2 separate regions of the Gossypium hirsutum genome follow, and region 1 is linked to region 2. The links are chromatin contacts, called in public Hi-C maps. All regions are on one chromosome and are shown on one strand. The core of a region is the stretch at or near the end of the contact, and the rest is flanking DNA. Distances in the headings are between cores, read along the strand shown. Region 1 holds the start of LOC121231811 (a long non-coding RNA gene). Region 2 holds the start of LOC107955717.

The links. Hi-C and Micro-C count contacts between places; a contact is called where the count stands out from the background.
Region 1: a contact with region 2 is called in a Hi-C map of leaf, with 3 times the contacts expected there. The contact joins the enhancer-like site here to the promoter of LOC107955717 in region 2. A contact is called at or near these places in 14 of 34 Hi-C or Micro-C datasets (anther, callus, fibers and 2 more).

What each region holds. Positions count from the first base shown.
Region 1 is chrA07:90,647,812-90,653,167 of Gossypium_hirsutum_v2.1, forward strand. It overlaps LOC121231811 (a long non-coding RNA gene), which reads right to left and starts at 4,967. Exons shown (of 2, transcript XR_005929872.1): 1 at 3,765-4,967; 2 at 2,921-3,676. Within about 2 kb of position 2,085, at least 1 of the 9 cell types and tissues checked has an H3K27ac peak or open chromatin away from gene starts, as enhancers often do. A contact at or near this core is called in leaf, where this site is marked.
Region 2 is chrA07:90,391,327-90,396,869 of Gossypium_hirsutum_v2.1, forward strand. It overlaps LOC107955717, which reads left to right and starts at 3,839. Exons shown (of 4, transcript XM_016891516.2): 1 at 3,839-4,039; 2 at 4,265-4,346; 3 at 4,506-4,664; 4 at 4,840-5,097. The coding sequence starts at 3,851. The coding sequence ends at 4,913.

The DNA of each region.
Region 1 (5,356 bases), core at 835-3,334, 250 kb after region 2:
GTTTTTGGGTTTGTAAGTAATAAAAGTGTGTTTTTTAGTAAATTTTATGCTATTTTATGTTACTTTATAACTAAATAAGATTGTGTGATTATCTAAGACTAATTGGGAGCTGAAGATGCACTTCAGGGATGAAACTGCAGCCGAGGTCACGACCACAAGTCAATGAAGTCACGACATTGAAGACAAACGCAGTAGGAGACCAAAATAAATAGCTCTTCGCGATGTGGAGATGACTGACGTAGCGACAATTCCTGCGATAGTTTACTTGCGTTTTAAGGGCATTTCAAGGTCATTTATTAATGTTAAGCCCTAAGTATGGTAGTAACACAATGGGCACTTTAGTCTTTGAGTTCTTTCCTTTATAAACAACATTTTATTTCAGAGTTAAGGAGTTAAAGATGGATGGTCAATAGAGATTAGACTGGAGTTTTCTCTTAGGAAATTTTCTTAGATTAAGTTTTCAATTTTATTTTTATTTTTATCTTTATTTTTATTTAATGTGTTGAATTCTTATTTCGACAATTAAACTTTGTGATTAAAGATTACTCAAGAGTCGTGCAATTACCCGAATTTATCAATGAAAATTTCTCCACTTTTTTTTTTAATATTTCATTCATCATATATTTGATAGAATGTATGTACCACAATGAGAATTTGAATTATGTGCTTTTATGAATATATTGTATATATTAATTGATTAATCAATTATTTAATTGAGTGTTAATTTCTATTCGATTAGATATTTTATTTAATTTTTCCAAACAACTAAAAATGATGGAATTGATGCCTCTAGTAAAATATCTAGATAAAGGAGAAAGATGGGAGAATTTATCGTATATTGTTCTGGTAAATGTGTCGAGCAATGAGATCGAGAGGAAAATTGTATTCCTAAGTGAGACCAAATAATAGCTCAGGTGATAAATATTAAGTAGGAAGAGACCAAGAAGGTATTCCTAAGTAAGAGTAGTAAAAAACTCAATCGGGATATGGTATTAGCTTAACATTAGTTAATTAATTAATTGATTTTGGATTAATGAAATTACATTGTTTAAATAATAAATAGGAAGTAGATATTAAATTTAGGATTAGTTTTCTCTCAATTTGATTTTTGCTTACCTTGCTAATTTGTGATTCAATTAGATTAATATTTGCTTTCAAATTATTGGTTTAATAACAACATTTATCAATTTTTAACAATCTATTAGATTCGATCATCAAAATACTCTCATATTTCATTGTAAATTTCTATATTACAATTTGACATTGTACACTTATAGTTAAAAACAACTTTTAAAATTATTTTATAATTTTTTTTTGCGCACACATGCGGTCAGCCCCCCTCTACTCTAATTAGAGTAGGATTGTGTTTTCTATTAAAATAATGTTATTTATTTAAGATTTATTGAAGCACAACTCTTGTACTTTTCTTTATAAATAGAGACCATTGGTTTAGATATTTACACATATTTCATATGTCATTATTCTGCAAAAAAAAAAATGATGATAATTTATTTGCAAAAAATGAATTCTATTTTTGAGTAATATTAGAAAATGTTCGATTTATAGAGAGAATTTACTTTCTTGCTGCAAGTAAATAAATCATTTTCATTTAATGATTGACTCATGTTGCTCGAGACTTAAGACAATTTGTGGTTTGATGATAGTGAAGAAGGCTGTTCAATTGAAAACCAAGATCAATTTTAGTCCGCCTCGCACAAATCATAGGTGCATCTTGCTTTAGATTTATTATTATAAATAACACAATAGGCTTGAGAGGCATAGCTAGCAATAGCTTACTAATGAGAGTGAGATTTAGAGCTACAAGTTCGAGCTATACGACCACAAAGTTGACATTGAATTAGGGGCGAAGCCAGAACAATTTTTTAGGGAGCCGAATTAAATTTTAAATTTTTATAGTCTATATCTTTATAATTTTTAAAGGATTAAATCAAATTTTTATAATTTTAAAAGGGCCAAAATGAAATTTTATCTTTACTAAATTAAAATTTAAAAGGCCTTCCCGAATCGCCTCTGCATTGAATGGTTGGAAAAACTTACCGCAAGGGAAAAGATGGTCTACATTAATTATTTGGAGAACGACATGTAGTATTAGAAGGCCACTATTGGTTGTTTTGAGGACGTCATTATACCATGGGAGTGCGCCACTAGTTGGAGGGTGATTGTGATGTATTTGGAAGACCACAACGAATGTTTTGATGAGGATTTTCTAATGTAGTTTTTGTAGCCACAGCTCCTGTAATAGAGTATGTGTGGCTTTTATCTTCATGTTGGAGAAACTATTCATGGTCAAGAAGCTTTTGAAATAACACCTCGTACTCAACCGGGGTGTCGCATGTGCGAATAGAAGCTGAGACTTCCTTGAAATCAGAATTGAGACCACTGAGAATATTAACCGTTAACTCTTCGTATGAAATGGGAGCACCCACAATAGCAAGTTCATCAGAGATCATTTTTATCTCAAGTAAATATTGAAAAACTCCTGTTAATCCTTTTATAACACGAGTTAGTTGATCTTTGAGACTGTAAATCCGTGTGTGGCTTTTGTTGGCCTGAAGAGTATGCAAAAGTATCCATGTTTGTTTTGAAGAATCGGCAGAGACAACAGTGGAAGCAACAGTGTTTTCTACATAAACGAAGAATTGCTTGCTAAAGAAGGCGATCTTGGTGAAACCATTTTACATAAGGTTCTCTTGATTAACATCATTTGTTAAAATTGTCGTTGGAGGAGGGGATGTAGCACCTGTTAGATGACCCATTAGACCATGGCCATCAAGTAACATGGTCATTTGCTCTTTCCAGATTGGAAAGTTGGCACTATCATTGAGTTTAATAGGTAGTTGAGAGGCAGGATTGAACTGAATAATACAAAACACTAGATATTATAAAGAAGTTTTGAATATGATGAATAAATGGCTATGACTTTATTAATTGATGAACATCGGTTTTTAGTAAAAATCTCAACTACTAAAATCCAGAAAACCTCAACAAAATAATCCTAAAAGATAAAGATTGAGTCAATAGAGAATTAGATCACTCTAGTACCCATCACGCCTGCAAAAAACACGAGAGAACCACCACCTGCAGAAAAACGCAGCCTTCTTGATTTGCTTTTTGGAACTCGTAAATATTGAACGGATAAGCATACGTGGCTGGAAATTGTTTTCTTTTCTTAAAATAAATCCCAACAATTTATTTATGCTGCAAGTTGTGTTGGGAGTATTATTTTTATTCTATTATTTTTATTTTTACAAATGTTGTTTATAAACGCTGCTAAAGCTGCAATTGTTCACTGTTTATGCTGCAAATTTAGTTGGGTGTTGTATATTGTGTACATGGCAAGTGTTTCCCATCCGTTTCCATATCCATGGCAGAATTCATATCAACTTTTGAGCTAGAGGAAGGTGCAGGATCTGTTACAGCAGCCTCTACCTGCTTTTCTGCTTGTATACTGTTTATCTTCATGAGATTCTAAATCCTTTCTAGCTCAGTCGTGAGTTTCTCGTAACGACTTGGCAAGGTTCGTTCTAATTGCTCTCTGTGGCGCAGCCAATTGCTCCTGTTTTTGTAATTCTTGGAAACACTGTAGTTTTCTTCCTGCAATATCCATCAGCTTAAACATTGATTCTATCTTGACCGAAAGAGTTGCAGCATTTCTCTGATCAACCAAAATTTGTTTTTCAGTACCAAAAGGAATTGAATTTCAACAAGTTCCATAACTAAAGTATTATAAGTAATGCACAAACCTGATAACCCTGTGTGAGAAGATTGAACTTCTTCTCCATGCCTTCAGATCATTGTCAATCTTCTTTTTCAAATTCTGAAATTCAGTCTCCAAGGCTGCAAGTTTCTCTGTATTGTCAGCAACACTTGATAGACCATAAGCATTAGGAGTAGGGAAGTACATGAGATCATTTAGGCAAGTATTATGTGCTTCCACAAAATCATCAAAAGATTCGCTTGCATCCCATTGCCGCCCGAAGTAATTCAGCCTCTCGCTTCTTCAAGGAATCAACTAACCAATAAGATTAAGGTCAGTTCCCAACTTCCAAAAGCCTCATCAACAGTTATGCTCAAATATCATCTCTGATATTAAAGTGATGAATTATGAAAAACCCCCTTTAAAAAAAACAATCTCAGTATCTGGTTGACAGGGACCTGAATTTACAAGTTCATAGTCTGTGGGGTTCAGTGGAATTTAGAGTATAGGACCTTCCTTGCCGTGACACAAGACAGATGTAGATTGTAAAATTTGTAAGCACCAAAACATTTATGAGGTGGAAGCTAGCAAAAACCTCTTTACAACTTATTGGATGTAATTTTAAATGGTTTAATGGATCTGAGACAGTCAATGTTTACTCAATTCTATAGCAAACACCAAAATGAAGGAACGAAAGGCAGGATAACAAGTGAAAGCATGACAAACCGCTATTATTTCATCTCCTTCAAAAACTTTTATGTGGGATGAAGCATTTGGCACTTTTCTCTTGCTTGCTTTTTCATCAAGCGGATACCTGGCATTTTCATCCTCTAGCAACGAAGTTCCATGCTTATCAGTCCATCAGTCCTCATCAGAGAATCTTTGATTAGTTCCAAGGAGGTACTGCTAGGTCTTGGAAGCTCCCTCTGCAACACTTTTGGTTGCTATCGAGATTCTTCCTCAGCCCTTTCTCTAGCAGTCCTATTCGACAACTCTTTCAGTCTCCTCATCTTGTTCTTCACTCTCTTCTGGGAGTGGTTATTATATGGTACTTGTTCTTCGGCTGTGGAAGACTACCAGTCCAATCCGTACGGGTGTCCTTCCTTGCTGAGGTGTCTCGGAATAATATGCAAGAGGAGCCAGTTCCTCATTCCGTGCACGAACGTCACTGCCATGTCCAGTAGGTTTTGGTAAAATTAGTTTCGATTTCTTCCCCGCCGTTTTCTCGACTATTCTTTTTCCCTTCCATTCTTCGGAGAAGGCTTGATCCTTAACATCATAAAAGCCGAGAGTAGGCCTCTTCTTCAAGGCCCATTGCCTTTTATTTATTCCCGTGGGCTCCATTTTGTACATTCTTTGCAAAGAAAACAATACATTCTTTGCAAAGAAAACAATCTCCTGGAGTCTTCAATCTTTTCTGCCAGGCTAGTCTCTTGCCCCTCCTTTTAGCTAATATAGCCTTTTGCTTCAGCAATAATTTCTCCTCACCCGGATCCATATCAACGGTGTGTGAAGGCTCTGATCAGGTATTTAAATTACGGTCGCAGCCACGTTTTCAGTCTCGTTGCGTTTGTCGTAGTTGCGGACATAACGGATGCTATTACGGTCACTGCGGGTATCGCGGTCGTGAATTTTTTT
Region 2 (5,543 bases), core at 2,589-5,088:
AAAGCTGAAAGTTTGAAACTGGTAGGATACACTAATAGTGACTGGGCTGGTTCTATAGATGACATGAAATCCACCTCAGGGTATGCTTTTACCCTTGGTTCAGCTATGTTTTGCTGGAGTTCGAAGAAGCAAAGTGTAGTGGCTCAGTCAACAGCTAAAGCTGAATATGTGATAGCTGCAGGAGCTGTGAACCAAGCCATTTGGCTGAGGAAAATCCTAGCTAATTTGAACCTACATCAAAGGGAAGCAATAGAGATCTATTGTGATAACATGTCTACTGTTGCAATTACAAAGAATCCTGTTTTCCATTGTAGAACAAAGCATTTCAGCATTAAGCTGCATGTTGTAAGGGAAATGGAGTAAGCTCGAGAAGTAGAGCTAATTCATTGCAATTCTGAAGAGCAAATTGCTGACATTCTAACTAAAGCCCTTGGTGTATCAAGGTTTATCAAACTAAGAGAACAAATGGGAGTTTGCAACATGCTAACCAAGGAGGAGTGTTAAAGGTTGGTTAGCATGTGGCGCCAAGAGCAACAAAGAAGCAGGCCATGCAACTCGAGCCAAGTAGGAGCTGCTAAACCAAGTGCAACTTGTTGAATTTAGTTCATTTTTGTTATTTTGGTTAATGTAATGCATTTTGGTTCATTTTGAACAATGTTAGGTAGAATTTTGATGTATTTCTAAAGTGATTGAGTTGTTAATCAGCTTTATTTATGTGTACAAGCTTAGTTTTGTAAGTTCTAATGTATTAGTGGTAGTTGGTATAGATTAGTTGACCTTATACTGATTTTGACAAGCACAATGCTTGGTTTATGTATTGACATTATGACATTGTTCTTAATTAATGAAATTATCATCATTTTTCATTCAACATACTCTCTATTTTTTTTTTGCTTGCTTTCTGCTTCGAATTCTGTTTTGTTTCTTCAGCAAGTATCGAGCCTTGCTGCTCAAGTTTTTGCTAAACCTTGCTTGTTATTTGTTCTAACACCAACAGGTATTAGCCAAAAATTTTCCATGGTCCTCTCGAAAAAGCAGCAAGGTACTCATCATCATCATCATGAAACTTGACAAAAAAATAATCATTCTCCAAATCTAGGATTTGCAACGACGTTTTTTCTTCCAAATTTATTGCAATTTGTTGGACATGGTGAGATACGAAATCCTTCTACCTAGCAACTTGACAATCACAGTCCAAGACATATGTTTTGCAATGAATCGGTGTACTCACTCAGAGAAAGGGATGGAAGGGATGCCATCAACAATCTCTTTTTTAGCATCCCACAATAGCAGTTCAAAATCCTCTTCTTTCTGTGTGTTCATCGAGGTAGTCGTATTGCCCAAAAGTTTATCTTTCCACAACTTTGTTATGACATTATTAGTATTCACTTTGATTCCCTTATCATCCACTACAAGATCGTCTGGATCAGGAGGTTCCGTCGACCTCTGTCATAACTTTTTAATGGATCTACCAATGCTACCACTAGGAAAGATAGCCTCTCGATCACAGTCTCCATCTTTCTTTTGAGATATTGTACTTTGTCAGTCTCAGCCAAGCCTTGAAATTTTTTTACGCAACTTAACAATTGTTGCAAATTAATATTATAAAAAATAGTTAAATAATTAATTATTAATCTATTGATGAATTATTAAAAAAATAAATTTCAACTCAAATAATTACGTGTGGAATTAGAAAATTAAAGAGGCAAATAACATACAAAAGCCAAAATATTTCATAAATAAATATTACTAACTTTTTTTAAACAAATTCATTACAGATTTTGATTATATCTACTTTTTTTGGTATAATGCCTAAAACTACCAATAGCCTCCCAACTCATAAATAGGAGGATAATACGCTTCATTGCACTCAAACTTACATCCTCCTATATTGATAATAATACACATGCCAATCAAGCTAAAACTCAATCCGCAAATACTATTAACTTTTAGTTTAGTAATAGTTGTATTAGAATGTTATTAGAATAAAAAGAAAAGAATTCTTTATAATTTATGCTAATAGCTTTTGAATATATAAAATTATTTTTTCATATATATATATACGCATTTAATAAAATTTTATTTAAAAATTATTCAATGTTAAAAACTTTTATTTTTAACAAATTTATCAAAAAATCATTTTCAAATACTTTAATTAAAATTTCATTAAATTTATTAATTTTGAAGTTTATTAATATTATGTGAACTCTTTTTTGTAAATATTAATTAATTTATGCCATGTTTGGAAATCAAGATTTGGGGAAAAAAAAGAATTTTCAATTTTTTTTTGTTTGGATATCTAATAAAAGTTATGGATTTGAATTTGAGTAAATCCAAGCTCAATCTTATAAAACATAAATTTTAGATTTTAAATTTTGGAATTTGGAATTTGGAATTTGGAATTTTTAAAATCCAAATGTCATAAAATTTTCTTTCTTGAATAAAACTATATCAAATTGTTAATGAATTAAAAACTATATCAAGTTTCTATAGCTACAGTTTTTGTTATTCTGATTATATTTGATTTTTTCAAGATTTTAATATAATTTTAACTTGATTTAGTTTAACCCCCAAAAATTTAAGAATGAAATAAAAACTTATCAAACTTTCTACAGCTACTTTTTTTTATAAGATTTTGGATAAGAATGAAATAAAGCTTAAATCTAGTTGAAGCCAAAATTTAAATTTAATTATTCAAATAATGTATGTGAAATAATTCAAACTCTTATATTTGAAATATTTTATTCCCAAGCAATGATCTAGAATTTCAAATTTAAATTTTTAAAATTCAAATGTAAGTTTCAAAATATTACCTAAATGTTGAATCAAAATTAGTCTAAATTTGAAGTGTTGAAGTTGTTATGATGAGCACCGGGTGCAACTCCCATTGTTATTGGGTAGTGTTCAGTATTGTAACTTATTATATTTGGAGTTAAAAATTTTTGTAAACAAAATTTTGAGTTGTGATCTTTGATGATGTTTTGAATGTGTAAGTCTAACTATGATGTCCAAACTATCTATAAAAATATATATTGAAGAATTAATTTGGATAGGGTTAAGTAAATCAGCATTTTTCTTTTGAGGAGATTGAATCAGATTGGAAAAACTTAGTAACATATCTTGAAGTTGAAGACTTATCTTGGACTTAGAGAATATATTCTTTGAGCTTATTATCTCACTATTTTGATGGAAAGATTGACTGTAATTAATCTAGCATGTTAGTAAGTCTCAAATACTTTTATAGTTGACAATGCTTTTGAAAACATGTGAATTACTTGATTTTCAACCTAAGTTTTAGAAAATTTAGAGGAGAAATCTAAATCTTAGGTGTAACAGTCAAGTGACTAATCTAGTTAGTATTAGAACTTGAATCACTAGCTATACAAAGTGTTAAGATAATAAATGATATCTCTGAGTAAAACCTTATAAATGTAAAAAAATCAAACTGCATAATTATAATGATGTTTTATCTTTGTTCTTTAGCAGTACACTGCTCGTAGCACTCTTCTAACGCTACTAAAGCATTCTTACAAATATTGTTCTCAATCCTAAAGCGAAAGTGATCAAACCCATTGACCAGGTTAGAATAGTAGGAGCTCTTCGTACCTTTTTTTTTTTTATTACATCTTTAATCACTGTTCATAAATATGATTTTTATAATTCACAAATGAAATCTTATACATATAAATAGTCTTGAAATTACCTGTTTGCCGCTCCAAAAAGAATTGGAATGTAGTCCAATAATTTGGTTAGACTCTTGAAGGCCCGTTAGTTGTGGGCCGAGCTTGTTTGCATTCATCTCTTTTAAAGTACTAGTATTGACGGTTCAAGTTCCATATCAATATGCAAAATGTCAGCTCTTCTATTCACAAAATCAACTCTGACAAGAAGCAAAGATGAAGTTTATGTGGCAGCAGTGGCACTAAGAGCTACAAAGGGACCGGCCCAGCTTTTGATGTCAACTGCTTACTCCCTCAGTGTCTGGGACTTGCAACACTTCATGGTCATCATCAAACCCTCTTCTCCTCTCCTTTCTCAGGTTCTTTCCTCTTCATTATCTCCCCATAATTTTTCTGCTAGTAGGAGCTAGCTTTGTCTGAAAAATCTAACTGAAGCAAGCTGCAATAAGTACAACAGCCCTTATCATCCTTTGAACTCACCTCTCTCCATTTTAATTCATATAAATTTTTTATTATTTATCTTTGGTAATATTTGTTTACAATTTTAGGGATATTTAATCTGAATCTGAAAATTTTAAGTGTAGGCCATTGTCTTTGATTTTCAACCTGAAGATCCAGAGAACATATACACGGCACTTGCTGCTCTGTCTGGTAGAGCAGTACCAGGTTTGCTATAGTAGACTTCTGCCAAATTTTATTTATTACTATCAAAATTCATCAATGTATCAGATGTATCAACTTTCCAAAATTGAAAACTTATATTGGTACAGGCGATTATGGTTTAGTTAAAATTTTGGGATATAATTATAGTAACACTTGGGATAGGAGTTGTTCTTACAAGGAAGTTAAGGAAGCTGCCGAGGAGCAGATGTTGGTTCGTTGGATATGCTGAAGGGAATGCTGTTGATAAGGCCTATGACTTCAACAACACATGGGAGGTTGATTTGAGAATTGGGCTTCATGACTGTCGAGATTATACAAATGGTACTAATCTCATTATTCTTCTTCTCATTTTCTTAAGTCGAATCCAAATTTATTAGCATAAACCAATTAGGCTAAGCCACTTTAGATTCATTTTCATGCTTTTATTGATAAAATTACGGGAATAATTTCTCACTTGATTGTTTGGGCTCTAAATTTAGTTCCCTTGAAATGTAAGGTTTGGTTGAACAGCTGACTGGTGAAAAACTTGTGTTGGAGCATCTGAGAAGGAGAAATGGTGGTCAAAGTTAAATCATTATTTTTTATACCTCGCTTGATCATAACGCATAAGCAATGGCATCCATGTCTTTGAAGGAGCATTTGCTGAAACATTAATCACTGTCAATTCCATGGAATCCAGATTGTAAAAATCTCAGGTTAAAAAGTAGAAAAAGAATGATCTTTTTATTTCAAGGAAATCTATTTATGTCATGAATCTCATTATAGTATACAATTATAGAATGTTGCATTATATGTATTTTTTATAATTAATGATATATATAAACTTTATTAAAGAAATGATGAATATAAATATTTTGATTATGAATATGGATAATAATTTAACACAACATTAATTTTAAAAATTTTTGCTAAAATTTTTAATATATAAAATATTATATTATATCAATTCTATATCACATTTATAATACAACGTTCAAGTAGTTATTCTATATCATAATCTAGTATGTAACTATTCTACGTAACTTTTGAATTACCAAAAATAGATAGAAGTATTGAAGAAGCCTTTGGATTTAAAAGCAGATTCCATTTCAGCTATTCTATTGAAATTGAGTAAATTAACCCTTATACATTTCGAAAAGTATGTTAATTTAAATGTTTTTTTTATTAATTTGGTCTCTTCATTATAGTTAAAAATATCAT